7 separate regions of the Mus musculus genome follow, and regions 1, 2, 3, 4, 5 and 6 are each linked to region 7. A link is a contact called in public Hi-C, HiChIP or PLAC-seq and promoter capture Hi-C data. All regions are on one chromosome and are shown on one strand. Each heading gives the region's core, a stretch centred on a gene start, on an enhancer-like site or on the middle of the called end of the contact. The rest is flanking DNA. Distances are from core to core; before and after follow the strand shown.

Region 1 (4,042 bases), core at 201-2,700, 1.3 Mb after region 7:
ATCATAGTGTGTATACAGAGGGGTGTGTACAGATAGGAATAGCATGATGTGTGCACAGAGTAGAAGTGTACATACAGGAAAAGAATGGTATGTGCATAGAGTGGGTATGTCTAAATAGGAACAGAATGATGTTTGCACACAGTGGGTGTATACATATAGGAGCAGGATGGTGTGTGCACACAGTGGGTATATACATTTAGGAGGAGCATGGTGTGTGCACACAGTGGGCAAGCACATATAGGAAAAGCATGACTGCACAGGGTGCAATATTGTGCATGGTTCACTATCACCTGGAATATTTGTGCTTATCTCATGCTGATAAGGGGTTCTGTAGCAACCAAAATTCATTGAATTTGCCTGGATGTGCAGTGCCACTGTGAACTGCAGTGGCTGAAGCTACAGAGGAGTAGCTGGTGCAGTAAATCAGACTCTGGGGTGGGCATATCCTAGGGCACCACGAGGAGCTGTCTGAAAGGCAGAGGGTGGCCTCCGGGTGCCAGTCAGGTGTGGTGAGACACATTCCATTGGTGCATTGGAAAGGACAGGCTGATCACAGCAGGGCCTGTCACAGTCTGCTGAAGCAGGACCTGTAACCCAAGTAGCAGGAGGAACTTTTATTCAGCCTGTGGAGTGATGCTGTGAAGGAATTGAAACCCTTCAAGAGCAGAGCTAAAAACAGTGGGGGGAGAGGAAGTGTAATTTGCTGTCTTCCAGTTTCCTTCAGATCCCGCCTGCTGCTGACCTGTTAACCATCTCAGAGCCTGGGCCCCACATAGACTGGGCATCCCCACAAATCAAGGCAAGCTTTGATTTCATTAAAATTGTATGCCCTTTTCCCTTCTGCTAATCCAACTCTTGGGCCTTAAAAACAAGCTGCTTTTTTTTCTTTAAGTTTTGAATAATTCTAGTGTTTACACAACCAAAATTTAGTATAAAATTTTAAATTCCTGAAACACAAAATGTAGCTCAGGATCCTTTCCTAGTGGCCTGAGAGTACAAATCAAACACACACTCAAAGGTAAGGCAAAGAAGCTTCCAGAAAGCGGAAATACTTCTGTCAAGTAGGCACCTAGTATCAAAGTGGGTCAAAATAGCTCAATGTGTGGACGGGCATAGCTGAATCTTTGCTTACACACTTTCCCCTAGCCCTTTCTACATAACACTTTCAAGAAACTCCTCTGAGAGATCATGCCATCTTCCAGCAAAAGGTGGTGAGTGGACTTCAGTAGGCACTGATGGGAAAGAATCCAGTGCTAAGGGTGTGGGTAGACCTCATGCAGACCCAGGTCCGCCCAGTCACTCGATAACCCTGAACTTGGCTGCCTCACTCTTTGCTGAGGTCCCTCAGGTGGCCTCATTGTTTTTATTACCATGGTAGAAAGAGTATGTGAAGCCTTGCCTGGCTGGCAGTCTCGTTGCCATGGAAACCTCCATTCCACACACCTGATTCACACATCACGCTCCGCTAAATCCAGACAGAGGTCACAGACTGGCATTTGCCCTTTGTCTCCCCTTCTTGTGTTTTCCAGGCACTGAATGGATAGAAAGAGATGGGCAGTCAGCAGCCTTGCAAGAAAGCTTTGCTGTGAAGAAGTTTGTGAATTCCAGAAAAAAAAAAAAAAAAAAGACTGGTAGCTGTGAAGGGCAAAACGGGGGGGGGGGGGGGGGGAGGGGCGGGGGGGTTTGCTGGGGAAGACTGTGTACATCGAAGCTTCTCCTTGCAGGCAGCCTCTGTCCTGGGTTGCATCTGAAAGTGATTTTCTGGGTTCCCGGGTGAGCGTGGAAATGAGTCTAGCAGATTCCGGAGCTTTGGCTCCTTGGGGGGTTTTCTGTCCCATTTCACTGAGTTGCCTGATAACCTCAGCGCCAGGGTGTGTGCGTCAGGATTGCAATGTGGGCTGAGGCGCACATTAGCCACAGCTGTCTATTAAGAACCAAACGATCTGATGATCCGTCTCAGAGCCTGGTTTTTCTTTGTGTCATCTATAATATTTTAGAAGGCAGACGCCATCTGTAGGATGTTCTTTTTCAGGAAAGTTACTGTGTTTGAAGAAGGCTTCCAGTTTTCCTGGGATGGTGATTATTAGTTTTTGCTTGTGTTACTCATTTGATAGATTTAGAGAAAAAGAGATGATAAAAAAATCAGATCATGAGCCTTTCTCTGTGAGAATTTCTTCTTTGTGCTTTGATTCGTAATCTTTTGATTCTTATTTGTTTAGGTAGCACAGGGCATTGAACATACTAGGCAAATGTTCAATTACTCAACCATATCCCCAGTCCTTGATTTTTTTGTTCCTAAGGTTAGATTTTAAAGACAACTTTAAAGAGAATCAAAAAGGGCATTCACAGGACATGACATCAGTCGCCACACACTGGGGTTCAGGTATCATGTGTGATTTATGGGGTATCTCAGCAGAGTCATAGCAGGGGTCTCTGCGTGTGTTCATCTCTGCTGACTTACTTCCCTTTCCTCTCATTGATTAATGCCCCTCCATTTTGGTCAGCCTCTGTTGACAAAGTACCCTCTAGCTTCAGCAGTACGCCGGACCTGGGTTTCAAATATCACTTCCCTATATCCTTGAGCACACTACTTTTATTTTATTAAATTTGGTTTATTAGTGTGTGTAGGAAAATATTGCTGTGACAGTAATCATAAACTTTAGTGTCAGTGTAGTGCTGCTCTGTATCCAGGATGAATCCTGTTATGCTAGATTATTCCAGAAACAGCATTTGCCTGAAGGAATACTCTCACCATCCAAATAATTGCCATTTTCCTGATTTTGCTTATGTGGGGATATGTGCAGCTTAGTAGGTGGATGGTGGGCTGAGAGAAGAAATATTCAAAAGTAGAGTGCATATATACTTTCTCTTGTCTCTGTATATCCACTGGGTCCGTTTTAGGAATCTCATTGTAGGTTCATGATGCATAATAAGGTTTCTCTTCTCAGAAGACGAATTGTCACTCCTGATGCTAGCAGGTGTGGCTCTCCATCCCATTCTCCAAAGTTGTGGAAGAACGTGGACGGATTCTGATCCCGACCATCTTAGTCCTACTTTGCCTTCTGGCGTCCTTCTCCTTCCTCTTTTTTTCCTCTGTATTTCCACCTCCCTTCCTTCCCTTGAAGTCTTTTCTTTCTTCTCTTCCTCTTATACTTATATGGCCCGTAACGTTGGCCACTGCAAGCTCTTTAAAATGTTCAGTGGCATTAAGTACTTAACATTGTCATGGAACCAAGCATTGTCCCTGTCCTCCCCATAACTGCATCTCTTTCACGATAGAAACTGTTAAACATTAACTCCCATTCCCACTTGACCACCAGGGCCCGAGGCCAACCATTCTTCTCTTTGTCTCTGAAATTAACTACATTAGTTATAGAAGTTGAATGATGAGCCCTTTTGACTCTATGTGCGTGTGTGCATGTGTGTGTGTGAATTATGTATATGTGTATGTGTGCCTTCTGTGAGTGTGCAGGAGCCCACAGAGGCCAGAAGATGGTGCTTTATTTCTGTGGGTATTACAAACACATGTGAGCAGCCCAGTGTGGCTGCTGAGAACTGAACCCGAGTCCTCTGCAGTAGCAACAAGCATATGTGTGAGTGCTTACCTGTGTGGTTTTATAAAAGAAGGATCATTGCAAATCCTTTTTTCTTTCAAGTTGTTCTCTCATGTGGCATTTTAGCTGTCATAAATCTATAATCTGAACTTTTAATACTTGATCAGATGCATTGTTTGTTAATGTTTCTGTTTTATCCTTGGTTACCATTCCACATGGTTACAATTGTCTTTTGATGAAGAAAGTTTTAAATTTTCTTTCATGAAGTGCAATTTGTCTGTATTTGTTATTGCCAGTACTCGTGCCTGTGGTGTCATGTCTAAAATATGCTTTCCAAGTTCAACATCATAAAGATTTGGTTGGACTTTTTCTTGAAAGGTTTAAGTTTGTGATCCATTTTGAGTTAATTTTCATCCATGCTATTAGACAAAGGTTGTATAAGGTTCTTTTGGATATTCATATCCAGTTTAGATCATTTGTTGAGAATG
Region 2 (3,911 bases), core at 337-2,836, 1.2 Mb after region 7:
GGGGTTATTTGACAAAGAAATGAGTACAAACCTTGGCCACAGAACCATTCTCAAACAAACAAACAAACAAAAAATCATATTTAAGTAACGAACTAAATTAAAATTTTTTAGTACTTCAACAAGACTAGTCAGTCAGTGTTTGTTACAAACTGGAGTTTAAAGGTGGGATTTGCATGACCTCTTCCTTGTGGTTCTTGCCTGTCCCTAACCAGCATATGGATCTCAGCTCAGAGCCCTGATCCCTCTTCAATAAAAGAAGTTTGGGGGCATATCAAACTCTTGCCAAACGGCAGGCATGTAGGAAAGACTCCATAGTCAGTTGATAGTGAGAGACAGAGTTAGTGGATGAATTGTGAACAGTTGACCAGAGAGGTCACGTTTCTCCTGTGTATCTGCTGCCCAGGCAGGTATAGTCAGACCCTAGGAAGGAGGCCTTGGCTGTTCTTTTAGAGACACAGCTCAGGTGGCCTTCAACTTTGACATTCAACCTTTTCTCATAATGCCCTTCTTGTGTTGCTAACTCATTAATTAAGTCAGGATCTTATGTATCCTAGAGTGGCTCAATGGATAGTGAGAAGATGGCCTTGAATGTCTGATTCCCGTAACTCCACTTCCTTTGTGGGGTTATAGGTGTGTACAAGCAGGCCTGGTTTGGTTTATGCCAGGCTATGTTGAACCCAGGGCTTTGTACTAGTTGATCACTGTACTAACTAAGCTAAGTAAGCCACACCGAAGCCCTGGTGTCACTCTTTTAAATGCTCATGTTGTCTGAGGAAAGCTGTCTTCTTGAGCTTGTTCCTAAATTCTGGCAAAGGATCCATGAGTTAGCTTCATGCCCTGAACACCCATGTTTCCACTGGTGTTGGCACCTAGCTCATGTACCATTCTCAGAGGGAGATCTTTAAAAGTCAGCGGTTTTTTTTTTTTTTTTTAATTAAAAAAAAAAGTGAAATAAAAATATGCTTGTTTTCTGCCCTGGATGGATGAGCTGGCGTAGAGGCAAGGCCAGTCTTTGAAATCTATAGGTGTCCGGTTGCAGGAGCAACCCCACTGACCCCACCACATTAGTAATGGTCTGCAAGACTTGCTCTGCCAACAGGCCTGGCTGGGTGTGCACAGATGGTGCCAGGTGCAGAAAATGACTGCCTGGCCCTTCAAGAAGGTCTAGGCTCTCTCTGGCTTCCACTCCAGGGAACGGCCCAGACTGAGCCTAGGTTGTTTGCAGACCTGGTCCTGCTTAATGTCTACAAAACCAGTCAGGGGCTGTTCCTCCCCCCATTACTTAAGTAATGCTTTATTGTCATAGTTAGGTCCTTCCTGAGCTGTTAGGCATCTGGGACTTTTACAGGGTCTTATGGCCTTGGGGTTGCTCCACAAGGGAATTTGAAACTAGTACTGATCTCATTCCAAGGAGCCAAGTATAATGCCCTGCTTGTTTTCCTAGAGCCATTTAGCATAAGGAAAATGTGAGTGTGTGCTCGGGGTGGGGGCAGGGAGGACTTTTCAGAGTCTGAGTAATCAACTTAACTCAGGGGTAAAATGAATTTTATTCTACCAGGCAGCACACATGGGCCTGGTCTTTCTCGCTACCCTGTTTCTGCGCTATCCAGGATACCCCAAGAGCTTACATAGTCAACACTCCTTGTGTGGGGTCAGGAATGGAAAGAATGACTGTGTTCCCCAAAGATGGGAAAGAAAAGGACCTCGTTAACATTCAGCCTTTGGAAACTGTGAGCCCAGCTTCCTAATTAGCAGTTTTATTCTTTGAAAATTCAGCTTTCATTGCATCACCCTGAAGCTAAAGGAAAAATGCACAGGCCTGAAATATCTCTCCCTCAGCTGTAATTGAGCTGGTGGGAGACCTTCTGGAAAAGTCCTGATGTAGCATGGGATGGTGGTGTGGGCGCCTGTCATTGGAGAAGCAATGGTGGACCATCCCGGGTTCTGAGTTTTATTATTATTGTTGTTGTTGTTGTTTCTTTTAAGGTTTTATTTTATTTTTAATCATGTGTCCTTCTGTTCTTGTGTGGATTTGAGACTGTGAGTGCAGTGATTGCTGAGGCCAATAGGGGGCACTAGACACTCTTGATCAGGAGTTACAAATGGATGTGAACTCCTGATGTGGGTGTTGGGAACTGAATCCCAGAAGTCTATAAGAGCAGCATGCTTTTACCTGTACCATTTTTCTGGTCCTCTACTTGGATTCTGTTTTATTCTTTTTCTTTTTCTTTCCCTTTACTCTCCAGGCTTCTCTCTCTGTTGGCTTTTATGTCTCCATCTAGGTTGGTATTGCCATTGTACCTTGCTCCTAACTTGGCCATGAATTTTTGGATTAGTGGGTGAAATAGCTTACTAAATGTTTTATTCTGGAGGAATTTCTATTGGAGGAGCCACAATTGTGAAACATGAGCATGTTTTTTTAAGGATGTGACCTGAGAAAGGTTTACAAAAATTTCATTAAGTGAATATAGTTTCTTTTTCATCCTGATGATGTGAACACACAGATCCTGTTGCCCACATGGCTGTGCTTTTGGAATTGAAATAAAGAAGCATGATATAGAAGGGCCCAGAGGGAGGGGACCTTTCTGAGCTTGCTGGGGGTGGGGGTGGGCAATACACACTGAACTACAACATGGCTTGCTAGAAGTCTGGAGAGGGCACCAGAGGATAGAAGTGTAGATTTCTTGGCTGAAAGTAAAACCCAGGCATGATAGGATCAATTAGTTGTGGATCAATTAGATGGAGAGAGGGATGTCAAAGGTGACTCTTAAGGATGGGGCCTAGCATCTGATAGATGGTGAGACACAGTGGAGGGATGAAGATGAGAAACTTTGTGCACTGGTCCACAAGTCCTGGGGTATTGGAGTATCTGTGGCAAACTTTGAGAATGTACCCTGAGGTAGACACATGTTTGGTGGTGAGGCCACCAAACTGAATAAGATTGTGGGAAATAAAGGGCAGATCTCCAAGAACAGAACTAGAAGCACACGCATGTGCCTCCCCTCTCCAGCAAGTGAGCAACTCTGTGCATTTGCCAGGGAGAGATGAATAATAAAAACTAGCAGTTGATTGTGTCCAGACCACACTTGATGAGTATGAGGAGAATTCGCAACAGTCTTTGGGAAGGTAGGAGCAAGTGCTTGATGGTAACCCAGCAGTGGGATTTTGTGAGGCTCTGGGCCGGTCTGCAGATGCTCTCTCATTTGAACTCGGTGCCAAAACAAACTAGAACATAGAAAGCTGGGGCTTGAAGTACACAAGCAAGCATCTGCCAGTCCATTTAATAGCAGGAGCAGGAGGAGGCCAGAGGGAACATGTATCAAGGCCAACGATGAAACCTGGTCAAGAGGCCACATCAAGCTGGCTTGGCACGCAGGCCTGGTGGCCTGGTAATTATACTGGTGCCTGCCTTACGTGGGCCTTTTCCACTGGGTTTAAAAAAGACTTTCCTCTAACTACTGGGTCTTCAAGAAGTTGGGCCACTTCTGCCTGTGGTGGTGTTTCATGTGGAGTCTGCTCTGTGCTGTGTTTGCTGATTCAGTCATAACAGCCTGAGAGTCCTGTCCTGTCCTTACCACCTCCAGACAGAGCTCACAGGAAGTTTGTGAGGACATACCATTCTGGAAGAGGCCATCATAAACCATGCATCTTCATGGCTAGACTAACGCATGTGCCCTCGACCAAAACCTTCTCTTTGTAAGCACCCTTGCCCCAGGCTTCTGTTAAATATTTTGGCATAAATATTAGGGAAGGGACTCAAATGAAAGAAAATTCGTCTGGGTTTATCTTCTTTTGAATGCCACAGACTGTGTGGAATTCATCAAAGAAAAGAGGTTAAATTTGGCTTGTACTTCTAGTACAAGGTTGAAGGGCTGTGTCTGGAAATGGTCTTTTAAGTTTTATTGACTTAA
Region 3 (3,861 bases), core at 787-3,286, 1.4 Mb after region 7:
CCCAAGTCTCCTTCCAATAAATTCCCTTCACTCCTCTCCATTGATGAGTTCAGGGTGTAGGGCAGGGTTAATGACCAGAGAAGGAATGTTGGGAAAAGTAGTTGGGAGCTAGAGAAAGTAGGCTCTTCTTCTGCCTCCTCTCCCATTTAAACCTCAGCTTCTCTCTAAAAGATAACACATTTTTTTTCAGACTATTTCTTGGGAAAAGGAGACTCAGAAAGGCACCTTTTGGCCATTCTCCATGTACTAGGTAGAGAGAGATTTATTCATATTAACATGATTCTCTGGACCCAGACTGCTTACTGGGAGAAAATTTCTATTCACTGTAATGGGTAGACAGTGGCAGGAAAGTCTCTTAGTCCCTTTTGAACGGCAAGTAATGACATTTGTCTTCATGTCCTAACAAGCTTAGTAGAGACTGAACACCCTTCATTTTGTTGTAGAAAACAAGAGATGTGTCCAAAGAACATAGCTAATGTTATTCTCCTCCTCCTCCTCCTTCTTTTTCTTCTTTTTGAGATAGGGCCTTGCTATATACTTAGGCTAGCTGGCAATTCAATCCTCCTGCTTCAGCACCTGCTCCCCATCACCCCAAGTCCTTTGGAACTGTAGCTCTGTATCACTAACCTTGGCAGTTAACATTCTTTTAAATAGCAGAATGAGATGTTCTGTACCTGCTCAGTTAACTCGGAGTGTTAAGTAATAAAGACAATCACTGAGCAGGCTGTAAGCCTGTATAGCAGACGTAGGTTCATAGTGTGTGTGTGTGTGTGTGTAAGTGTAAGACAGGATCTTAATGTCTAATCTCAGCTGTCAACGTGTGATTTAGACCCACTGTGGAAATCAATTCATGTCTACAAGGCTCCTTCGTAAAAAGTTGAACAGAGCTTAGAAGACCCACCCGAATGTGGCTGCAACATCCCATGGGTTGAGGAAACAGGAGAAAATGAGCTGAGCATGCCATGGTGGGTGCCATGTGACCAGTTGCCTCAAGCTTCTACCACCATGCCATCCCTGCCACCACGGACTGTATGCTCAAACTATGAATGTAGATAAACCCTTCTTTCTATACAGGGATGGTTTCGTATGTTTTGTCATGGCAATGAGTAAATTGATTAGCACAGGGCCCATAGCTAGGAGTGACGGCTCACATTCATAATTCAAGCCATTGTACATCCCTGGGGCCACTGAGGATGTGCACAGACGTATTGAGAGCCCTCATCGGAGATGCTTAATGGCGTTTTTCCATGGAGGGCAACATGGCTGTGAGTGGCCTCAGATGGTGAGGTCCTAGCTAGCCCTTCTCAGCTGACACTGTTAGTGTTCCCCTTCCTTACTCCTCCCTTTCACACTACATCAGTGGGAACACATGGTGGGTGGCCAGATTGGTGAACAGTGTGCTGTGGAAAGACCTCCTGTCTTTGAGTCCAAGAAGCGGGAAGTGAGCTCAGTTATTCTGTCCCAAGGTTCACGTAACCATTATCCAGCCTGTTCTAAGAGTGACCATTTCTATCTCTGGAGAGATGTAGTCTGGGAGGCCTGGAGCCCCGTGAGATGAAGCAGAGATGTGTCCATTTATGATGGTGGACATAGTAGGGAGTCTGTACACAGATCGAGAATGAAATGATTAAGGGTACGGTATATTCACATAGTGCACACACATGTGAAGTTTGTCCCAAATAACCATCTGATAGACTTTAATACCAAACTACTGATTGAGTGCCAACAAGAGTATCTTGAGAGCACACAATGCTTAATTTATATTTAGGGAATTTCCGTTGCTTGTCACAGGGCTTGTAAAATTTAAACAGAAAAGAAGAGCAGGCTCTGAGAAGGTGGGTGGGGAGTGTAGAGACCTGGGCTGTGGCTGCCAGTATTCCTTTAATGTAAAGCCACCTGAAGCCTTTTTGTTTAATAGTAAAGTAATTCCCACATGGTTTCCGCTCTTTCAAAGTCAGGCCTCAAAAGCGCTGTCTGCTGTAGCCTTGGCCTCTGCTTGCCTCTTTGTCAGCTGATGCTTCCTGTCTGCTTGCTGATAGGAAGTGTAACCAAAACACACTGCTGCAGGGGAGTTCCCAGGCTGGGATGCCTCCTCCCAACCTAGAAGAGAGGGCTACCTCCCTCCCTCAGGGGCCACCTCCCTCCCCCAGGGGCACATGTTTCTCTGGGAGAGACTGTCCCAGTGCAGAGCCCACTCTGAAAGTGATCACATGCTTTCTTTACTGTGAGCACATTCTAGGCGCTTCCCAGCTTAGTTAGTTTTCCCCCCATCTAAAGCCTCAATTGCAGTAAACTTTATCCCTCTGAGGAAAATACTTTTTTTGTTGTTTTTGTTTTTTGTTTTTGTTTTCCTTTGAAAGTTTGAGAAGTGCTCAAAGATCCTTAGAAGGGCAAATGCTTAGTAAATAGTAAAACTTGTGTGGATTTCTCTGATCATTTGTACTTTCCTTACACAAATTCTACCTGTGACCCCGTCTGTCCCTCACCCTTTAGAGTTTATTCTTCCCTGTGTTGATGGAGTTCACGATAAACCCAGGAAATCAGTTAACAAATATAGTCCGACTGTGCACTGCTTGCTTTCCCTCCAGAATGGTGTGCCATGAGTTTGTATTAAGTGTTTGTGCCATGTCCTACTGTTAATGTCGTTAAAATACCGTGAGGTGATGAAGTCACCTAGGTGGTCAGAGGACTAGGATCTTGGCTCTCCTCCATTGCTTGTCTAAGTTTTAGAGCTATTTGTCCATTTTCAAAATGAGATCGGTGGTGCTCATCTTTCTATTTGAGTTTTAGTTTTTTGTTTTGTTTTTTAAATATTTTTCTTCCCACTCAAGTCACTTAAATCTTGGGAAGTCTTTCAGAGGTACAATAGGGCATACACAGAGAAGATCATTTTGCCCTGACCAGTAAAGATGCTTTCGAAGCACTGCAGTCAGTCACTGGCTTTTAGAGTGGACCAGATGAGTTTGAGAGCTGTGAACTTTGTAGCACTCCCACAAGGTCCCTTGGTACTGTCATTAAGTAGCCTAGTTTCCTCGTAATGTCAAATGAGAAAGAACATGTTGAGAACAGAGCCAACCTCAAGAAGAACCTGTGGCCAAAGGGTTTTCATGAGCCTCAGAAATCACTTATGGGAAACCCTATCAGGAGGAAATTATCTTATCTGCTTGAAAATTAAATGACAGATTTTGTCTCTTATATAATCTGTCCCCAAGAGGTGTTTCCTGTGTATTTCTAGAAGTTCCTTGTCTAAGATGCTAATTCAGAGCCTAGGACTTTTCTTGATTTTTAATTGTCAGTTACTTACACCATGGCTTTGAGTCAAATGGAAACAGAAGAACCAGCCATGATCCCAGCACTAACCTATAGAAATGTCTATGTGGTTTCAAATCTGCAACACCAAATTTGAATGCTCATATCACTTGTTGAAGTTATAATTGTCGTGGGTGTGAGTGAGCGAGTGCATGTCCTGGGTGTGTATGTATGGGTAGGTGGATGGGTGGAACATTTGTGCATGAATGCACGTGGAGTTCACAGCACAGCTTTGTGAAACTAGTTCTCTCCTTTGACCATTCTGTGGGTTTCGGTTCCAGGGGATCGAACTCAGGTCATGAAGCTTTTTGTCAGGATATCTTAATCACAACACCGGGAATGAAATGAAATAATGTTCTGTGTCATTTATGAGTGAAAGATAGCTGTTCCTCCTTTGAGGTTGTCCTGTTTAATTACTACTGTGCTTCTCTTGATAACTCATGGACATGCTATACATAGCATTGCAAAAGGCACTGTTTCCTCCTTCTCTTCTCCCTCTCTTGATTTTTTCCCCAACTTTTGATAATTCAAGACTATATGGATATATCCTGC
Region 4 (3,903 bases), core at 368-2,867, 1.1 Mb after region 7:
TCCTTTCCCCAGCTCTTGGATTTCTGGAGCACACAGCTGTGCCTGTCTTTCATGTGGGTGTTGGAGATCAGACTGAGGACATCATATTTGCCCTTGCTCAGTAAGGACTTTATGGACGGAGCCATCTCCTCGAGCCTGATTTTTTTTTTTAATTTATATTTCAATCATTAACAGAACTATGACATAATCATTTTCATTCTTTGGTTACTGTTGAGTCATTTATGAAAGATCTGAGACTTTTTAAAAGAAAGATTGATTTTCTTGCACAGTCACTGTGTATAAACTTCTATGCTTATACCAGACCCTTTCACACCAAGGGTTTGTTGCTTATTGATTCGCGCATATTAAAACCAGGATATGAAAGAGTCAGTTTACCAGTATGAACTAGAAAACCCTAAAGAACTTTAAAAAGAAAGAAGGAATGAAAAAGCCATCTGGGGCCTGAGCAGCAATTTGGGGTTTACTGATGCTCTGGTTGGCAGGCTGTCTGGGCAGCTGGATCTAGGTTGCACCCTGAGTATTTTCTCTTTCCATTTGGACAGGCATGGAGGTGTTGAGTCCGTAATCTGGACCTTGTGAGAGCCAAGTCCGTGTTATGGAGTAGTTCTGTTTTGCACACGGTTGTCCTAATTTCCCCTCTTCTTTACTTGCCCACTAGAAGGGAAAAAAGTAATCAGAGGTGTTGCTGGGTGGAGCCCTCCTTTGATTGCAATGCCCCAGGGGTTTCTAAGTTAACAAATTAAAGCTTTAGGGCTGACTGAGCCGCTTGCTTGGTCTTGGTGGGCGCAGCAGCTTTTCCGTGCCTTCTCATGTTCCTGCCCTCCCTTCCCACTCCAGAAAAGAAACTGAACTCAGAGGCTTTGCCTGAGGAAAGGCTGGCTTGAGGAGCCGAGGGACTGATGACCACAGCTGCAGAGAGGGAAGGCCAGCATATTCTTGGAAGGTGTGGGATGAGAAACGCACTCCCTTCCCTTCCCTGCTTTTGCAGTCATGCCTGGTGTGCCTCAGAGCTAGGATACACGGGCGGGGGAGGGTGGAGCGTGGGGAGGGCTAAGATTAGGGAGAGAGGAGGTGAAACTCTCCTGGGAGTTGGAGACCAGAAATAAACATCCAAAGGAGCTGGGACAAACCCTCTGGCTGCCCTCCTGAGGTTCAGGGGTGGATCAGGAGGGTCCGAGCCAGGGAGGCAGTAGCCTGAGTCTTGGAGGAGGAAGATCTCGCTGGCTGCCTCCTCCTCCTCTCTGCTGGGGTCCCTGAAGCCAGTGCAGGAAGTGGGCGGGATTCTGCTAGAGTTTATTGAAAAAACAGCTGCCTGGCTCCATTTCCCTCCCCCACAACGGCCCATCCTCGCTGTGGCTCAGGATAGAACTATGCTGTAAACTTTGGCATGAATCAAGCATGCTGATACTCTCTCAAACAGCAACTTTTTCTTTCTCTCCCCCCTCCCGCTTTTTTTTTTTTGGCACAGAGTCATTCGTTTGAGGCTGGGGGAGAGGAACAGAAAGACTAAATAAAATGTGGTACAGTGGTTCTAGAAATGATTTGATCTGGTCCAGTAAAGGTCCAGAGTTCACCGACTGGACCTGAAGGACCCAAGTGAGAATAAGGTCAGGAGCCAGTTTTTGAAAGTGGTGAGCAGACGTCAGGACTTGAAGGCCTGCTTGCTCTTTTTCTGTTACTGTCATAACGTCTTGGACAGAATCTACCCTAGGAAAACACTGTCAGTGCCTGTAAGTTTGTGACTTCGTTTTTTTGACCAAGAATTGCTTAGGAGGTTGAAGGGGACAGGAAATAGCTAGGAGCCAGGGTACCACTGGGCAGAAGTATATATGTGTGTGTGTGTGTGTGTGTGTGTGTGTGTGTGTGTGTGTGTATGTGCGTGTGTTGATTAGGACCCGCAGATGGCAAGCAGCAGCTGTTTTATGGTGTGAATTGTTTGCTCAGAAGATTTTCAGAAGCTAATTCTCCGTGGAGGTTGGTTTGCCAAGTGACTTGTTTCCTTTTTTCTTGTTTCCCGACCTATTTTCCTCTTTGTGTGTGTGTGTGTGTGTGTGTGTGTACCCTAGCTGACCTTGAGGCTCTAAGAGTTGCTTAAAACCTGAGACTGTTAAGTTCTGAGAGGGTTGCTTGCACCAGGAGGCTCCTGGCTCAGGTTTACTTCAGACCTGAAGGTGAGGGCGGATGCAAAGGAGAAGGCTGCAGAGGGAAGGGCTTCCCCTGTCTTGTCTGAGATCCGAAAGGCTGTGCCTGGCCCCCCTCTGCTCTGGCTTTACTGTGAACTCTTGCTCTTGCGTTGACCCTTTCCCTTGGCCTTCTATTAAACCTGACCTGTGTCTCTTCCTCCACTTAACGTGAGAGAATATTTTTTTTTTCAGGGACATTTATGAGTAGTGAGTTAAGATGTCTCTAAAATTCACTAGTGGTAGAGGCCTTAGGGCATGGTTAACCAGTTCTGTTATCCCCCTTCAATATTTTCTTTCTGTTAATACCCCATGTGTGGCTTGTATTTGCTTGAACAACTCGAGAAAGCATCCTCAGCTGTATTGTAGGAAGCAAAGTAACTCTCACGCTCTTGCATGAAAGCATGACACAGAGTCTGGGGCCCTGGGATGGTAGAACTTAAAAGGCCAATTAATAACATTTATTTGTTTTTGTTTTTGGAGAACCCAGGGCCTTGTGTATGCTAAACACAGGCTCTTCCAACTCTGGTCTACATTACTTATTAGTAATAGAGGTTACTTATTATTGTTATTGTTTTGTGTGTGTGGTATATGGTGTGTATGCATGTGTATGGGGTCATGTGTATGCGAGTGTACATACAGGCCAGAGACTGGTTATTATTGGTGTCTTCTTTAATTATTATTACTTTTTAGATTTAATATTCATTTTTATTTATTTTATATTATGTATAGATGTGTATGCATGAGCATGAGTTTGTATTCTTAAGTGCAGTGCTCACAGAGGCCAGAGATGTCAGATTCCCTGGAGTGGTCGTTAGGCACTTATGAACTACCAGACATAGGTGCTGGGAACAAAACTCAGTCTCTGCAGGCACATTGCGTGCTCTTAGCCCCAGGGCAGTCTCTTTACTCTGCAGTCCCCTCCACTTTATTTTTGAGGTAGTGGTTCCACTGAACATGGGACAGTGAACTGGAGCTCATTGCTTCAGCAAGATTAGCTGGAGAGCCAGCTCTAGGGATCCTCCTGTCTCCTTTTCCTGGCCACTAGAATTCCAGAGGCCTGTCACCATGCCTGGCTTTGTTCTTGTGAGTTGGGATAGAACTCAGGTCTTCATGTTTGCATAGAAAGCACTTAACCAGCTGAGTTCTCTCTCTCCAGACCAGAGCTGTCACTTCAGTGATTAATTTCACAGTGTGTGCACTGCATTTTGTGGGTACCTTAAAAGATACACTTTGGCCCAGTATCGTGGCACGTTCCTGTCATCCCAACACTTTCACAGTAGAGGCACCAAGATCAGAAGTCGAAGGGCAGCCTTAGCTACATTATACAGACTTTGAGGACAGCACAGGCTAGATAAGACTCTCAAAAAACAAACAAACAAACAACCCAAAGGCATTGAAACAAGGTAGAGCAAACTTGTTTCTAATTTATTGATGCACACATGAAATCTCTATGTAGAAAGCATGTTTAATATAAAAGGTCAACATTTCTATCTTCTATCAACAGAGAGAGGTATGGAAGTGGAAAGTCTATGAGGAAATGTTAAACACTGAGATCTTGCTTTCCTTGGTAGGCAGCATTGTAAATTTAGATTGGAAAGCATAATTGAAAACGGGAGCCTGCATGTGCAACATTATCTCTGCAAAGCATGTACGTTTATGTGAACCTGGATATGATCAGTAGCTGAATGCAGGCCACGGGCACATACAAGTGTTTTCTTTT
Region 5 (3,751 bases), core at 987-3,486, 1.3 Mb after region 7:
TTTGTTGTTTGAGGTCCTCCTACTGTGTTGTCAGGCTGGCTTGGGATTTGCTGTATAGAACAGGATGACCTTGGACTTGCAGCAGTCCTCCTGCCTCTGACTGGCAAATTCTGGGATGAGGGTTCACTTGCATCAAACACTGTGTATAATATCCTTAGTACAATAATCAAAGGCAAAATGCTGATATCATTAGTTTATACTTCTGAAGCCTATCCTGGCCATTTTTTTAATATTTATATTTTGTTTGTATTGATTGATTGATTCTATAGCCCAAGGTGCTCTTAACATTGAGATCCTTTTGCCGATACCTCTTGAATGATAATAACAGGTCCGTGTTACCCTGCTTAGATACAGTAAAGGAAGTCAACCCTGGAGCTTGCTCCCAGGGCTTTGTACTTGCTGGGATGGCCTCCATCATCTTCCTTCCTAGTGTTATTTGTTTGTTTCAATTTTGAGACACCGTCTCATGTAGATGGTGCTCAGCTCCACCTTTCTATGTAGCAGAGCTGACTTTGAACTTTCCATTGTTATGCCTCTACCTCCCAAGTGCTGGGGTTATGGGCATGTTGTTCTTCTTAGCTTGTTCTCAATTGAGTGTGCTTTATGGGAAATCAGGATGCTTACTGCAAGATACTGTGACGCCATACAGCCTTTGGGTTAATGGCAGCTCTGCCCCCATGTCCTCCTGAGGACCTCACTGAGTATCTGTGGAGGGCCATTTCTTGATCTGTGGAAGGAGTACTGTAATCTTGTGAAGTCACAAGAAAAGAGCCCTTTCAGGAAATTGTTTCGTTAGGCTTGCTATCCTCCCATGGATTTCATTGAAATCTCAGTTGAATACAATGTAGTGTGTGGTCACCTCTCATCCAGTAACAAGCAGCTGTTTTAAAATAATGCTGTGAGTATGCCTGCCTGCCTCCATTATCCTGGAGCAGGCACCTCTTCTCTACCCTTTTCTGGCTTAATAGACCCAATGCCATTATATCCCCTTTGTATATTTGATTTCTCTTCTAGGTGGCATTAAGCACCTTTGGCTGCTAGGTTATCTCACAGCCCCATTTTATATAGTTAACAATATCATTTTATAAGTGTAGTATTAATTAGAGTCCTGGCCAGTGCCCACTGCAAACCTAGGCTCATGCCATTGGCCATTAAAAACTTCTACACACAATTTGTCATGTAGTTTACAAGGACATGGATTGGTCATCTTTCCATTGCTATGATGACATGTCTGAAAACATCACCATATGAAGAAGAAAGACTTACTTTGGCTTGCAACCTCACTTTTGTGAGGTCACTTTGGCTTGTGAGGTCTCATTTCATGGACACTTCCCTGTTGCTTTGAGCTTATAACAGCAAAATGTATCATGGTGGGAGAGTGTAGTAGAAGACACCTTTTAACCTCACGATGGCTGGGAAACTAAGAAAGATAAGATGGGTAGGTGGCTGGGGTCCCCAGTATCCTCTTGAAGGACAGCCTTCCAATGGGCTAACTTCCTCCTGTAAGCCCCACCTTTTAAAAATTCCACCCCATCTCATTTTGTTCTGGGGTGATTGACCTAGCTTTTAATACACAGGCTTCTGGAGGATTTTCTGGATCTAAACTTCCCCCATTATGTTGTGCTGGTACAATACTGCTGCCCGTTCCCTGTGTCCTTGGTAACTCCAGAGAGCCAGGACCATGCAGTGCAACCCGAACACCACTCCTCCTCACCTTTCTTCTTGGGCGTGTTCATAAAGGTGGAGTGAGCTCTTTGCCTTGCAGAGGGCCATTTGTCCTTTAACCCAGAAAGTGTTTAATTCTGAGAAAGCTGTGTCTTAGCCAAGCTAAACACTTTCTCAAAAGGTTCAATAGCTATGCGTTGGGAGAAGAATAAAGGTGCTCTCATGAGACAGAATTTAGTTAGTTTGAGGACAGAAATTCTAGTGTGCTTTGTTTTTTTGTGTATTGAATAAAACCTAGTGAGGACCACGCTGTCTCGCTCTGCTGTCCACCCTCACCTCTTGCCCTCTCAGCTTGCTAATCTATTGAAACCAGCCTGTATCTTTTCACACACATCCTCTCGTGTTTTCTCACTTCCTATTTTTATGAGAAACTAACTTTGCTGTGTTTAAGGCACTTTAAGACATCCCTCTGTTTCAAAATATCCCTGCATGCATTTGCGCATGGAACCTCATTTCCTGCTTTCATTTTGGTCTCAGTCAGACTGAAGTCTGACTGAAGTTGGGGTGAAAAGTTCTCTCTCCGGAAGTGTAGTCAGTGCCCAGAGCAGCTCCTCATGCCCCTCCCTATGCCCGCTCCCGGATGTGACACTTTGGAAAAGGCAACCAAGGAAAGGCATCTGCTATGGTCTGTTTGCTGTTGGCTCTTGATCTGTTTGTGACCCTGAGCCCTTGATGAATGCGTGATACTTACAACTGGTCCAGGGACTCACTGTATACTTCTAAGTGTCTGCCTCAGGGTTTTAAGGTGGAAAGCTGTAACCTGCAATCATCGTAGTTGCCAGAGATCAACACTAAAAATGAAATAGGAAACAAGAAGAGAAGAAGATAGAAGTGAGGTGCCTTAGGTGTGGTTAGATGGTGTTATCTCATAAAAATTGTGTTTGGTGGCTCTATGTGCATGTACACCTGTATACCTATACTTTCCTAGGGCTCTGATTGCTTTTGCCTGAGTCCTTGTTGGTATGTACTTGACCCCTGCCATTTTTGTTCAGGCTTCACCCAAAGTGTCCATGCTTGTCACTGTGTGCATTGTAAAACACATTGTTACTTTGTTGTAATTGCATTTTTAATTTATATGAGTTATGGATCCCATTTATTTCTTTGTACCACTTCCTCTGGGCATTATATTTTCAGTTGCTCTTTATTGTGTATATATCAAATTCATTTTATTCAACTGCTCATGGTATGGTCTACATTTTATTCATATTCTCCCCCAGGGAGAGTCACATTTTCTCTGTATCATGTTCCCAAAAATATGACTGCTACAAGAAATTTTAGATAGATCCCTCATTGGAGAACACCAAGGAGTGGGTATTTTGGATCTAAACTAATGCATTTACTGTATCTTAGGGTGCAAAGACAGATGGTGGCATGTTCGCTGGGTAAGTTTATAAAGTTTTCTTAGACCCCTCACCAGTACACACCATGCCAGTTTGAGTGTTAAATACCCACTTTCCCCACCAGCCCAGGGCATTCTTAAACCTCCTACTTTTCCCATTTTCTAAGGTGAATGTATTTGTTTTAATTTGCTTTGATTATTGATGAGTGGTTTCCTTAGACGATCATTTCTTCTATAAATTTTCTTTCACAATTATTTAAAAAATTTCCACTGAAAGTGTACTTATATTTTTTTTCCTATTTATACATCGGTACCTTTTATATACTCAGGGAGGCCTTGCGTGATTCTTCCCCATGGCAAGCGTATCTTCTTTTGATTCTTCTCTGTGAACATTGGTAACTCTGTGTGTGTGTGTGTGTGTGTATTTCTGCCAAGGCTTGCAGGAGGAGGTCAGAGGATAACCTTGGGTGCCATCCCTTCTTTGAGACTAACTGGGAATGCCTGGCTAGCTGTGGGTTTTCCTGTCAGTGCCCTCTGTCTCTCCTTTAGGAGTGCTGGGCTTTACAGAGTGAACTGCTTTTATGCAAGTTCTTGAGATTTGAACTCAAGTTCCCAAACTTGTGTGGCAAGTTCCTTTACCAACGGAGCCATCTTTCCAGCCCCATTATACTGTTTATTGAAAAGAAC
Region 6 (3,957 bases), core at 719-3,218, 1.4 Mb after region 7:
CTTCTCCTTCTCCAGGTTGTGCTAGAGGAGCATTCAGAAAGGCTATGAAGTGAAAGAGAGAAAGGAGAGGGTAAGGGGTGGGAGCACAGTGGAACAGCCATGAGACAAAGCAGAACTTCAAAGCTGCAGAGACGAGCAGAATGTCAGCAGCTTGTAATTAGCGGTTCATGGTTGCGTCAGAGACTGTATCTCTCCAAGAATAACTGTGTGCTGTGTGCCACAGAGTGCAGAAGACAGTCATAACTAAGTTATCAAGCACAGTTCAAATGAGGGCAGACACATGAAGGCATTTTCTGTTTGAAAATTAAGCAGGGCTGAAGTGCACATCTCACTGGCTGGATTCTGCCTAACTTCTGGCAGGAAATGCTCAGCGTATAGGAGGGTGTTTGTTAGATCAAACAGGGGACCCATAAGCATGCAGACTGAGCATGCAAGCTCCGTCCCTGTAAAATACCGTCCCAAACAGCCCGGTACTGCACTGCTGGGGTCCTGTCTCCGTATATACCCATTCGCTTTTGTATGCCAATGGGAGAAAGTTAAAAGTACACCCAAGGACATATGTCCCCATTAGATTCTAAAATCCCTACTATAGAATTAAAACCTGACTGCAGGTTCTGAGTTGTTTTGGTATTCTTAATTTATACGCTGAAGAAGCTCTTTTTTTGCAATTATCTTGTTGGTAACCCTGTGAGGAAGCGACATACCACTATATGATGTTGAAGGGCACCTTTCCCTTCCATCCCCTGTCTCTGTTATTTGGAGGTGTGGGGCGTTCTCTGGAGCCTCCAGGAGGAGCTGGTGGGAGGAGCTGATTGGCTAGCAGGCTCAGCGTGTTTACTCTTATTTGTTTTCAGTGCTCCTTCGCAGCGTGCATTTAGTATTTGTATTTGTGTTCATGCTGCACAATTACTACTGACCAGCTTTGTTTCTCTGCCCGAAGCGAAGTCAATTTTAGTTCAGCCCCTGCAGTTGAGTCCCTGGACAATATGCACATATGTATTATGTTACCCGTGTATGCACTTTTCCTTTTAAAAACGTGGATTAAGGAAAATTGTAGGCAAGGAGAGACGTGTATATGAAATCAATAGCTTTTTGAATCACATGTAATATAATTTAAATATACTCACTTTAAGATTGCCAAAGCCTATGTTGTCTGAGCCCAGTTAATTTACATCTTCGATTTAGTCAAGAGGTGGAACCTGCCAGATCAGAATGCTGTATTCTGTGCACCCAACAGGGTGGAAGACATTATTTTGTTTGTGTTAGTTCAAACAGCTGGTCATTAATGCAGTCCCCATTTCTAGAGAGAAACGCTGGTGGACATGAATGGCTGTCTGATTAATGCTGCCCCTCGGAGGGTCCTTCACCCAGCCATGCTCCTGCAGAATAATGTAGCATGATGTGATTGCACTCTAACAGGATAGTATGTCATTGTGTCACCAAGCAATTGAGGTTATTATGGGGCAGGGCAGACAGACGGGACAGTGGGGTTACTAGACCGTAGCATTTTTAGAAATACAGGCCTGACCTACTTAGAGTTATTCTGGCAGGCAGCTGCACGGTACATAAAGTCTCCTGATAGGCTGAAGCTGTTGCTAGGGGGAATTAGCATGAATTTTTCCACACAGAGACTCAGCGACTGAATGATAAAAGCTGACTGGAATTAAAGAGATTTGGTTTAGCATTGTACAGATTGATCTGCCTCAGTTTTTTTTTTTTTCTTTCTCAAGTGCCAAGAAAGAGTGCAAAAAATAGAGACTTCTTTTTGTTTGTTTGTTTCTATTAGTTCTTTGACCTTCTCCTTCTCTTCCTTCTGCCCTTCATCCCCAAGAGCCAGGAGGGCAGGAGAACAGAGCAGTTATGAAATTTTGGTTAATCTCTTATTGCTGGGGTCATTGAAACCATGTTGCAAATGGCATGATATTTAAGCTTCAGGACTGCTGGGCGTACCTAGCAGAAGGGCAGATGGGTTTTTTTGGTCCCCTGTGTATCAAGCTGTTTTGGAGTTGGGCATGCATCTTTTATACACTGTATATTTTATACACCCCTTTCCCTTTTGGGCTTGAACAAAACATTTACATAAATTCTTTTCTATCCAAACAGATTGAAGCTTGCAATTGCTGGCTTGTTTAAAATAAGATAGTAAGATAGACAAGATTCCAGATTTAGAATATATATATATATATATGTATACACACACACACACACACACACCATTTTTTTATTACAAAAGTATTTTTTTCTGGGCTATGTTTGTCTTTTGAAAAGTCCAGTTTGGTGTTTGTGTTCAGGGATAGAATTGAACTGCTCCCACCCCACCCATTTTGTTTCCCAGTGTACAAAAAGCACTCTTTTGTTTGTTTGTTTTGTTTTGTTTTGCTTTGCATTTTTTTTTCTCTGCAGAAGAAAGTGTGGCTGTAGAATCCAGTCTGGAGACTGCTTTTCCATGTTGCTGACATGGGCACTGAGTAGAGAGAGCTCACATAATCAATTTTGCAACATGACCCACTTTCCCTCCCCAGCATTCCCAAGTGTCTGCAGTTTTAATAGCTCTTTACAAGAAGAGGATTTTTTAATAGATCATTTAAAAATAATCTGAAAGTCCATCAAGAGAAAAATTAAAGCAATGCGTATTCAAGAATACTTTGGTTTTTTTCCCCCCTCATCTTAATTATATGCTATCTGTGGTGTTTGTGCTGAAAGTAGTTATTATTCTGTTATATTTATTTGAAATTAATTTTTGTAAGAAAGTCCTAGGAGTTCACAAGTAAACAAGGAGCTGAGGAGCATAAGTCCTGGAAAGGAGAAGGAAGAGGGTGCTCAGCTGTGTCGCTGGATTTCCTGGCCATGTGTAAAGAGGCAAGAGAATATTTATTTGTGGATTTTCTTATTTCCATTTAGGTTTAAAAAGTATTCAGAACTATGTAGATACAGGCACTGTAGTGAAAACAAAGCAAGAATAATTTAGTGGTATCTAACCCAGAAAGCTATTGATCATCCCCTTTAAAAAATCCATTGAGTGCTGTTTATGTTTTAGACACCTTAGGAAAGAGAATGTGGTAGGGTTGAATTGTGCTCTCGCTAGCTAGGAGTGTCCCCACAATAGCATTAATCATGAGGAGCTCCAAGCAAGAAACCATCTTTCATAATTGAATAACTGGTCAATTTGCTTTTATGAATATAAAATATCCTTGGGTGTTCCTCTTTACAAAGTGATGCATTTTTTTTCAAAATTGTCTTATCAAAGGAATATTTTTGGCCTTTCTTCCGTTGTAATTCACTTTGATTAAGTTGGTATAAAGGTACTTAAATATTTAAGTGCTAGAATATAGAAATAAAAAGTCAACTTTAAAACCCCTAAATAAGGACATATTTTAAATTAGTGTTCTTTAATACATAGATGCCTAATTTAGGGAATCTATAGCCTGTGTCCAGGTATGCATGATACTCACAGTATAAATGTCCGTTGTTTAATGAAAAATGAGTTGGCCATATTGAATTGTTCAGTATAATCTTACTTGGATGTTTAAGTTGTTAATTTTTTCCCCTTTCCCCTTTCCCCTTTTCCCCTTTTCCCCTTTTTAATGGTTTTCAACCATTACTAAAGAGGTAAGCATTTGGTGTGCCAACACAAACAAAGAGAACATAGTTTTGAATGTAATTTATGCTTACTTAACTTCGGCTAAAGTTAACTTCCAACATTCACTTAGTGTGTGTCAATAGTATTCGCTTCATCCACTGCCATTGATTAGACAGCCAAAGGGACAAGTACCCGCACTTGTTACATTGATTATTTATTAGGTGAGCATTTCTTTCTGCTCACACATTAGCTATCTTTTCCAGTTATAAGGCCCAAAATAGAGCAGTGAAGTTTGGGGGATTAGATCTTAGGGGTCACTGAGTTCAGTTAGTATCCAAGTAAAATATCTCCCTCAAATATCCAGTTCAAACTCTGAT
Region 7 (4,382 bases), core at 1,297-3,796:
AAAACATCATGTCTCCTGCTGATACTTATAAACCATGAGAGTATTATACAATAAATGTGAGTTATTATTTTAAATCATTGGGAGAATATCTAACAATAAGAATTTTAATATGTTGAGGTTCAGGCCTTGAGAAGTGAAGGCAGGAGGATCAGAACTTCTTAGCTACTCCTTCCCTCCCTCCCTCCCTCCTTCCCTCCTTCCCTCCTTCCCTCCTTCCCTCCTTCCCTCCTTCCCTCCTTCCCTCCTTCCCTCCTTCCCTCCTTCCCTCCTTCCCTCCTTCCCTCCTTCCCTCCTTCCCTCCTTCCCTCCTTCCCTCCTTCCCTCCCTCCCTCCCTCCCTCCCTCCCTCCCTGTCTGTCTTTCTGTCTGTCTGTCTTTCTGTCTGACTGTCTTTTTTTGTGGAGCTAGCATCAGATTCTTGCTTATGACAAAAGCCGAGGATTCTGGGCCTAGGTAAGTTACCTGCTCTACGGCAAGGGAATGTGGTGTTCTCATTGCTCTAGCAAGGGTTCCAGGTTTCAGGAGTCTGAAAAGAGAAATTTACTTACACACTTAGAGCAACGCCATTTATGTGACCTGCTAGAGCAAGCGAATAGCTGGTGCCAGAAGTTCAATACTCTGACCTCTAGTGGCTACTTTATAAGATGCCCTTCAGCATTCCTCCACAGACTGGAGGTGATTTCATGTCCCTGTCTAGCAGCATTTAAGAGCTTCAGCTCCTCCCTCTTACCCTATATTTTGAGGCACTCATTCACTAGAGGCAGCCTTTCTTTTGATGTTGCTACAGCATTCCTCCTGTTTTCTCTTTGTTCACACTATCACTCTTTCTTGTTGGGTTCATCCACTCTTGGGGGGAAAAAATCTTCCTTAAAAATTACTGTTGTGCTGGGCGGTGGTGGTACACACCTTTAATCCCAGCACTTGGGAGGAAGAGGCAGGTGGATTTCTGAGTTCGAGGCCAGCCTGGTCTACAAAGTGAGTTCCAGGACAGTCAGGGCTATACAGAGAAACCCTGTCTTGAAAAAAACCAAAAAACCAAACAACAACAACAGCAACAACAAAAAATTACTGTCATATAGTTTTCAGCCAGGGGAGCCTTATTCTGTCAAGTAATTTCTTATACAGGATCAATCTTCACAGTCCCTGTATCCAACATCGATTCTTATGTGCACCCCTTGTTTTGAAATTAGAGCTGGGTTTTGGTCACAGGCTGTGGAAAGTCAATGTAAATCACAGCACATTTAATGCCCAATCCCTACAGTTCACATCTACGTTTGTCCCATTCGCCTAAGAAATAGACTTATCTGTCTTAAGACTGTCGCTATTATGTCCATGCAATCTCTGCACAAACAATTCATATGCACTTTTTAAAGAGCGAATTAAACTCACACACATTGTGTCTCATGAAAAGTTATTGATTGGTTTAAATTCAATAGTACAACCGATAATTGCTAAAGTTATAAACTAAATCTGTTTTTAATTTTTTGTAATTTCTGGATTTATTATTCCTTTGTCCATTGGTTTTATTATTGCTAACATTTTCCCATTCAGTTTTCACTATGGAGACAAAAGCAAGAAAACAAACAACAACAACAAACCTAGGGTCAGGAGATGCAGCTTAGTGGTACAGTGCTTGCTTAGCATGCAGAAGTCCCTGGGTCCCAATACACAGACTGCTAAACCACTCATCCTTCAACAAAAATCTTCATCCCTTTGAAAACATAAAGATTTTGTTCCATATTTTTCACATCATTCCTTTCTTTTTGCTTTTTAAATATAAAGTTATGCATTACTGACAAAGAAAGTATAAAGGTTTCTTCTTATGTATTCTTATGGAATTATTAAATGAAACCTGACTACCTCGGCTGAATTGTCTCTGCAGAAGCAGAAATATAAGCCTACTGCAGTGGGCCACAACCGTAATCCCAGCAGTAGGAGGTAGATGTGGGCACGAGTTTGGTGTTAATTGACTTCTGTTATTCGATAGAACAACTATTATTTTAGTTATTCTTCTCTATAGAAGAGAAGGAAATTAGTTGGGCATGGTGGAGCATGCTTTTAATCCTAGAGATCTGGAGGTAAAGGCAGGTCGATCTGTGAGTTCGAGGCCAGTTCATTCCATATAATGAGTGACTGTGCAATTAAGGTTTTATAGAGAGATGCTGTCTCAAAAGAGATAGAGATGATAGATAGATAGATAGATAGATAGATAGATAGATAGAGGAGGGAACTGATAAAATGTAATGAATGTAATGAAAATGATTTACTCCGGAGGTAATTATTCTGGTAAGTATTTAAAGTCTCCAGTCCCTTTTTGTGAATAATGAGTAGTAATAATAAATGGCAAGATGTTTATGTTAATCTCTTAACTGTGCAGGACAAGTTATAAGGTTATAACTTAGCAGAAGTTAGTTGATAAGCTAACATAATGAGGTAGGAGTGTATTTTCACCTTTGTTTGTAGAAGAATGTGGTAATAATTATAGATAAAAACAAACGCAAACTTGAAACAACGATCTGTTTTGACCTCTCCGGTCTACCGTCGCGGAGCATGCGCAAATCAGCCCGGCGGGACACAAGTGTCATGGCGCTCTCCATCTGAAGTCTGTGCAGTTTCCTGGCAGGGGCTTGTGGTTTTTTTCCTCTCAGTTCGGACAGGTGAAGTTCTGGATCTGTGTATACTGGGGCAAATGGATCAGTGCTCAGCGACCGTGGGCCGAGCTGCATTTTGGGCGGAGCTTCGTTTCCGCAGGTTTTCTCCTTTGGGCCGATCGCCCGCTTGTTCTCGCAGTTTGGAAAAGACTTGGCGGCTGGCGTGGAGAGTCGGACTCTGGAGCGCTGCCTGGAGAGAGGCCGGCGTGGCGGCAGACACTGCTGGCTGGCGACGTCAGGGACTTCCATTCTGCTCTAGCCTCATTTCCCCTCTCGCTTTACCCGTGAATGTACTTGTGCTACGCGATCAGGGCTTCAGGAGATGAGTGTTTTGCACTGAAGTTGGGCATAGGGGCAGAGGTCGCTTGTGTTTTTGCGCCCCCTTCCCCTCTTTTCTTTGCTCCCTTGCTTAGAAAACTTTCCTGTGTCATAAGGGATCACTTGTTTCTTACTTGGTGATTTTCATTGTGCTCAGGTGTTACAGTGCAGGGTAGCAGTTTAAAAAGTGGCTAGATGCATCCTTTTTTTTTTTTTTTTTTTTTTTTTAAGGAAGTTGTAAAGAGGTCATACACTGGTTTTATGAACTTATAGGGTACTCGCATTTTCTAATTAATTTTAATTTTTCAGATTCATCTTTCAAGAGGACTTGAGACCAATTTCAGAAAATCAAGGTATTGGTTTATTTTAGTTTCTAATATTTGAGTAATTAGTTCTGCATTAGAATATGAAGAAAGATGTCTTAAGTTTTTAGTAATTAGCCAGTATCATTTTGTGAAAACTAGATTTCCCTATAACTTCATCGGAGAGACATTTTTGTATCTCTTCCTTAGTTTTTCATTTTCATTAAGAAGCGAGACATGCTCTCTTTCCCATTTGTGGCACATCTGTTTTCTTGTTTGGCTGTTGCTTAGTCCCTGTTATATCCTACTTCTCTACCTGGCTGTTAAATATGACTTTCTTTCTTTTTTTAAAATATGTATTTATAATTTTATGTGCACTGGGATTTTGCCTGCATGTATGTCTTTGTGAGGTTATCAGATCCTGGAATTACAGACAGGTAAGAGCTGCCATGTGGTTGCTGGGAATTGAACCCTGGTCCTCTGGAAGAGCAATCAGTGCTCTTAACTCTGAGCCATTTCTGCAGCCCAAATATGGCATTCCTGAAGGCTTGTTTCTGTACCTCTTCTAGCTGGGTTGTCTTGTTTCTCTCTCCCTCTCTCTCTCTCTTTTTTTTAAAATTTATTTTTATTTTTTAAATTTGTTGAGATGTTGTCTTAATGTTTATCCCTTGTTAGCCTGGAACTCACTATATAGACCAAACTTGCAAGTGCTGGGATTGAGTGTGTGCACCACCATGCCAGGCCAGATTCTTGTTTCCTTTCTGTGCGATGTGATTCACTGCTGTTAAACATGGCTACTTGTCTTTGTAATTCTCATTGTCTTCGGGAGTGTGAAACGGTATATCTTTGTGGGTTTGAATGGCCTTTCCCTCATGGCTGACTTTACTGACAGCTCTCTGTGCTTATCAGATACTTATATATCTTGTTTGGAAGTATGTCTGTTGGGATCCCTTTCCCGTATTTTAATTTGGGGTTGTTTGTATTTTTGGGTTCTTTATTTACTCTGATGAGAGGCCCTTATTGTATTCTATGAGTTACTACTGTTTCCTCCCACTGCATGCTCTCTCATGGTCTTCATATTGTCTTTGAAGCATGAGAATTGTTTTGTTTTG

Evidence for each region. Promoter capture Hi-C pulls out the DNA fragments that hold promoters and counts their contacts. A called contact is a pair of places that touch in the nucleus more often than the background predicts. HiChIP or PLAC-seq counts read pairs in DNA pulled down with a chosen protein or histone mark.
Region 1: an H3K27ac HiChIP or PLAC-seq map of large pre-B cells shows a contact between it and region 7, with 5 times the contacts expected there. The contact joins the enhancer-like site here to the promoter of Cdkal1 in region 7. A contact is called at or near these places in 7 of 39 promoter capture datasets (the 3T3-L1 cell line, the C10 cell line, the HPC-7 cell line and 4 more), 1 of 484 Hi-C or Micro-C datasets (embryonic fibroblasts), 2 of 115 datasets of contacts at active chromatin or transcription factors (large pre-B cells and pro-B cells) and 2 of 9 other capture datasets (adipose tissue and liver).
Region 2: an H3K27ac HiChIP or PLAC-seq map of stem cell-derived neural progenitor cells shows a contact between it and region 7, with 5 times the contacts expected there. The contact joins the enhancer-like site here to the promoter of Cdkal1 in region 7. A contact is called at or near these places in 3 of 39 promoter capture datasets (the 3T3-L1 cell line, liver and pre-B cells), 3 of 115 datasets of contacts at active chromatin or transcription factors (embryonic stem cells, large pre-B cells and stem cell-derived neural progenitor cells) and 2 of 9 other capture datasets (adipose tissue and liver).
Region 3: a Hi-C map of B cells shows a contact between it and region 7, with 8 read pairs. The contact joins the enhancer-like site here to the promoter of Cdkal1 in region 7. A contact is called at or near these places in 7 of 39 promoter capture datasets (the C10 cell line, the HPC-7 cell line, hematopoietic stem and progenitor cells and 4 more), 1 of 484 Hi-C or Micro-C datasets (B cells), 5 of 115 datasets of contacts at active chromatin or transcription factors (cardiomyocytes, double positive thymocytes, embryonic stem cells and 2 more) and 2 of 9 other capture datasets (adipose tissue and liver).
Region 4: a contact with region 7 is called in a promoter capture Hi-C map of hippocampal neurons, with 2.8 times the contacts expected there. The contact joins the enhancer-like site here to the promoter of Cdkal1 in region 7. A contact is called at or near these places in 8 of 39 promoter capture datasets (the 3T3-L1 cell line, the C10 cell line, cranial neural crest and 3 more), 1 of 484 Hi-C or Micro-C datasets (uterus), 5 of 115 datasets of contacts at active chromatin or transcription factors (the 230-238 cell line, the SCID.adh cell line, embryonic fibroblasts and 2 more) and 1 of 9 other capture datasets (adipose tissue).
Region 5: an H3K4me3 HiChIP or PLAC-seq map of bone marrow-derived macrophages shows a contact between it and region 7, with 6 times the contacts expected there. The contact joins the enhancer-like site here to the promoter of Cdkal1 in region 7. A contact is called at or near these places in 4 of 39 promoter capture datasets (embryonic stem cells, hippocampal neurons, liver and 1 more), 1 of 484 Hi-C or Micro-C datasets (bone marrow-derived macrophages), 2 of 115 datasets of contacts at active chromatin or transcription factors (the NIH/3T3 cell line and bone marrow-derived macrophages) and 2 of 9 other capture datasets (adipose tissue and liver).
Region 6: a promoter capture Hi-C map of pre-B cells shows a contact between it and region 7, with 8 times the contacts expected there. The contact joins the enhancer-like site here to the promoter of Cdkal1 in region 7. A contact is called at or near these places in 10 of 39 promoter capture datasets (the 3T3-L1 cell line, the HPC-7 cell line, HPC-7-derived erythroid cells and 6 more), 11 of 484 Hi-C or Micro-C datasets (the HPC-7 cell line, the N1E-115 cell line, cranial neural crest and 8 more), 4 of 115 datasets of contacts at active chromatin or transcription factors (embryonic stem cells, large pre-B cells, regulatory T cell precursor and 1 more) and 3 of 9 other capture datasets (adipose tissue, liver and pancreatic islet).

What each region holds. Positions count from the first base shown.
Region 1 is chr13:28,542,014-28,546,055 of GRCm38.p6, reverse strand. All of the region lies in intron 7 of 2610307P16Rik (RIKEN cDNA 2610307P16 gene), which reads left to right. Among named protein-coding and RNA genes, the nearest start is that of Gm40841, 120 kb to the right of the region's middle. Within about 2 kb of position 1,450, at least 77 of the 459 cell types and tissues checked have an H3K27ac peak or open chromatin away from gene starts, as enhancers often do. A contact at or near this core is called in embryonic fibroblasts, where this site is marked.
Region 2 is chr13:28,688,271-28,692,181 of GRCm38.p6, reverse strand. All of the region lies in intron 3 of 2610307P16Rik (RIKEN cDNA 2610307P16 gene), which reads left to right. Among named protein-coding and RNA genes, the nearest start is that of Mir6368, 21 kb to the left of the region's middle. Within about 2 kb of position 1,586, at least 51 of the 459 cell types and tissues checked have an H3K27ac peak or open chromatin away from gene starts, as enhancers often do. A contact at or near this core is called in stem cell-derived neural progenitor cells, where this site is marked.
Region 3 is chr13:28,500,521-28,504,381 of GRCm38.p6, reverse strand. The region is part of intron 7 of 2610307P16Rik (RIKEN cDNA 2610307P16 gene); the gene reads left to right. Among named protein-coding and RNA genes, the nearest start is that of Gm40841, 81 kb to the right of the region's middle. Within about 2 kb of position 2,036, at least 107 of the 459 cell types and tissues checked have an H3K27ac peak or open chromatin away from gene starts, as enhancers often do. A contact at or near this core is called in B cells, the HPC-7 cell line, adipose tissue and 3 more, where this site is marked.
Region 4 is chr13:28,755,350-28,759,252 of GRCm38.p6, reverse strand. All of the region lies in intron 3 of 2610307P16Rik (RIKEN cDNA 2610307P16 gene), which reads left to right. Among named protein-coding and RNA genes, the nearest start is that of Mir6368, 46 kb to the right of the region's middle. Within about 2 kb of position 1,617, at least 286 of the 459 cell types and tissues checked have an H3K27ac peak or open chromatin away from gene starts, as enhancers often do. A contact at or near this core is called in the 230-238 cell line, the SCID.adh cell line, adipose tissue and 5 more, where this site is marked.
Region 5 is chr13:28,599,431-28,603,181 of GRCm38.p6, reverse strand. All of the region lies in intron 6 of 2610307P16Rik (RIKEN cDNA 2610307P16 gene), which reads left to right. Among named protein-coding and RNA genes, the nearest start is that of Mir6368, 110 kb to the left of the region's middle. Within about 2 kb of position 2,236, at least 89 of the 459 cell types and tissues checked have an H3K27ac peak or open chromatin away from gene starts, as enhancers often do. A contact at or near this core is called in adipose tissue, bone marrow-derived macrophages and pre-B cells, where this site is marked.
Region 6 is chr13:28,413,937-28,417,893 of GRCm38.p6, reverse strand. All of the region lies in intron 1 of Gm40841 (a long non-coding RNA gene), which reads left to right. Among named protein-coding and RNA genes, the nearest start is that of Gm40841, 5.6 kb to the left of the region's middle. Within about 2 kb of position 1,968, at least 117 of the 459 cell types and tissues checked have an H3K27ac peak or open chromatin away from gene starts, as enhancers often do. A contact at or near this core is called in the HPC-7 cell line, the N1E-115 cell line, forebrain and 5 more, where this site is marked.
Region 7 is chr13:29,853,837-29,858,218 of GRCm38.p6, reverse strand. It overlaps Cdkal1 (CDK5 regulatory subunit associated protein 1-like 1), which reads left to right and starts at 2,546. Exons shown (of 16, transcript NM_144536.3): 1 at 2,546-2,656; 2 at 3,278-3,321.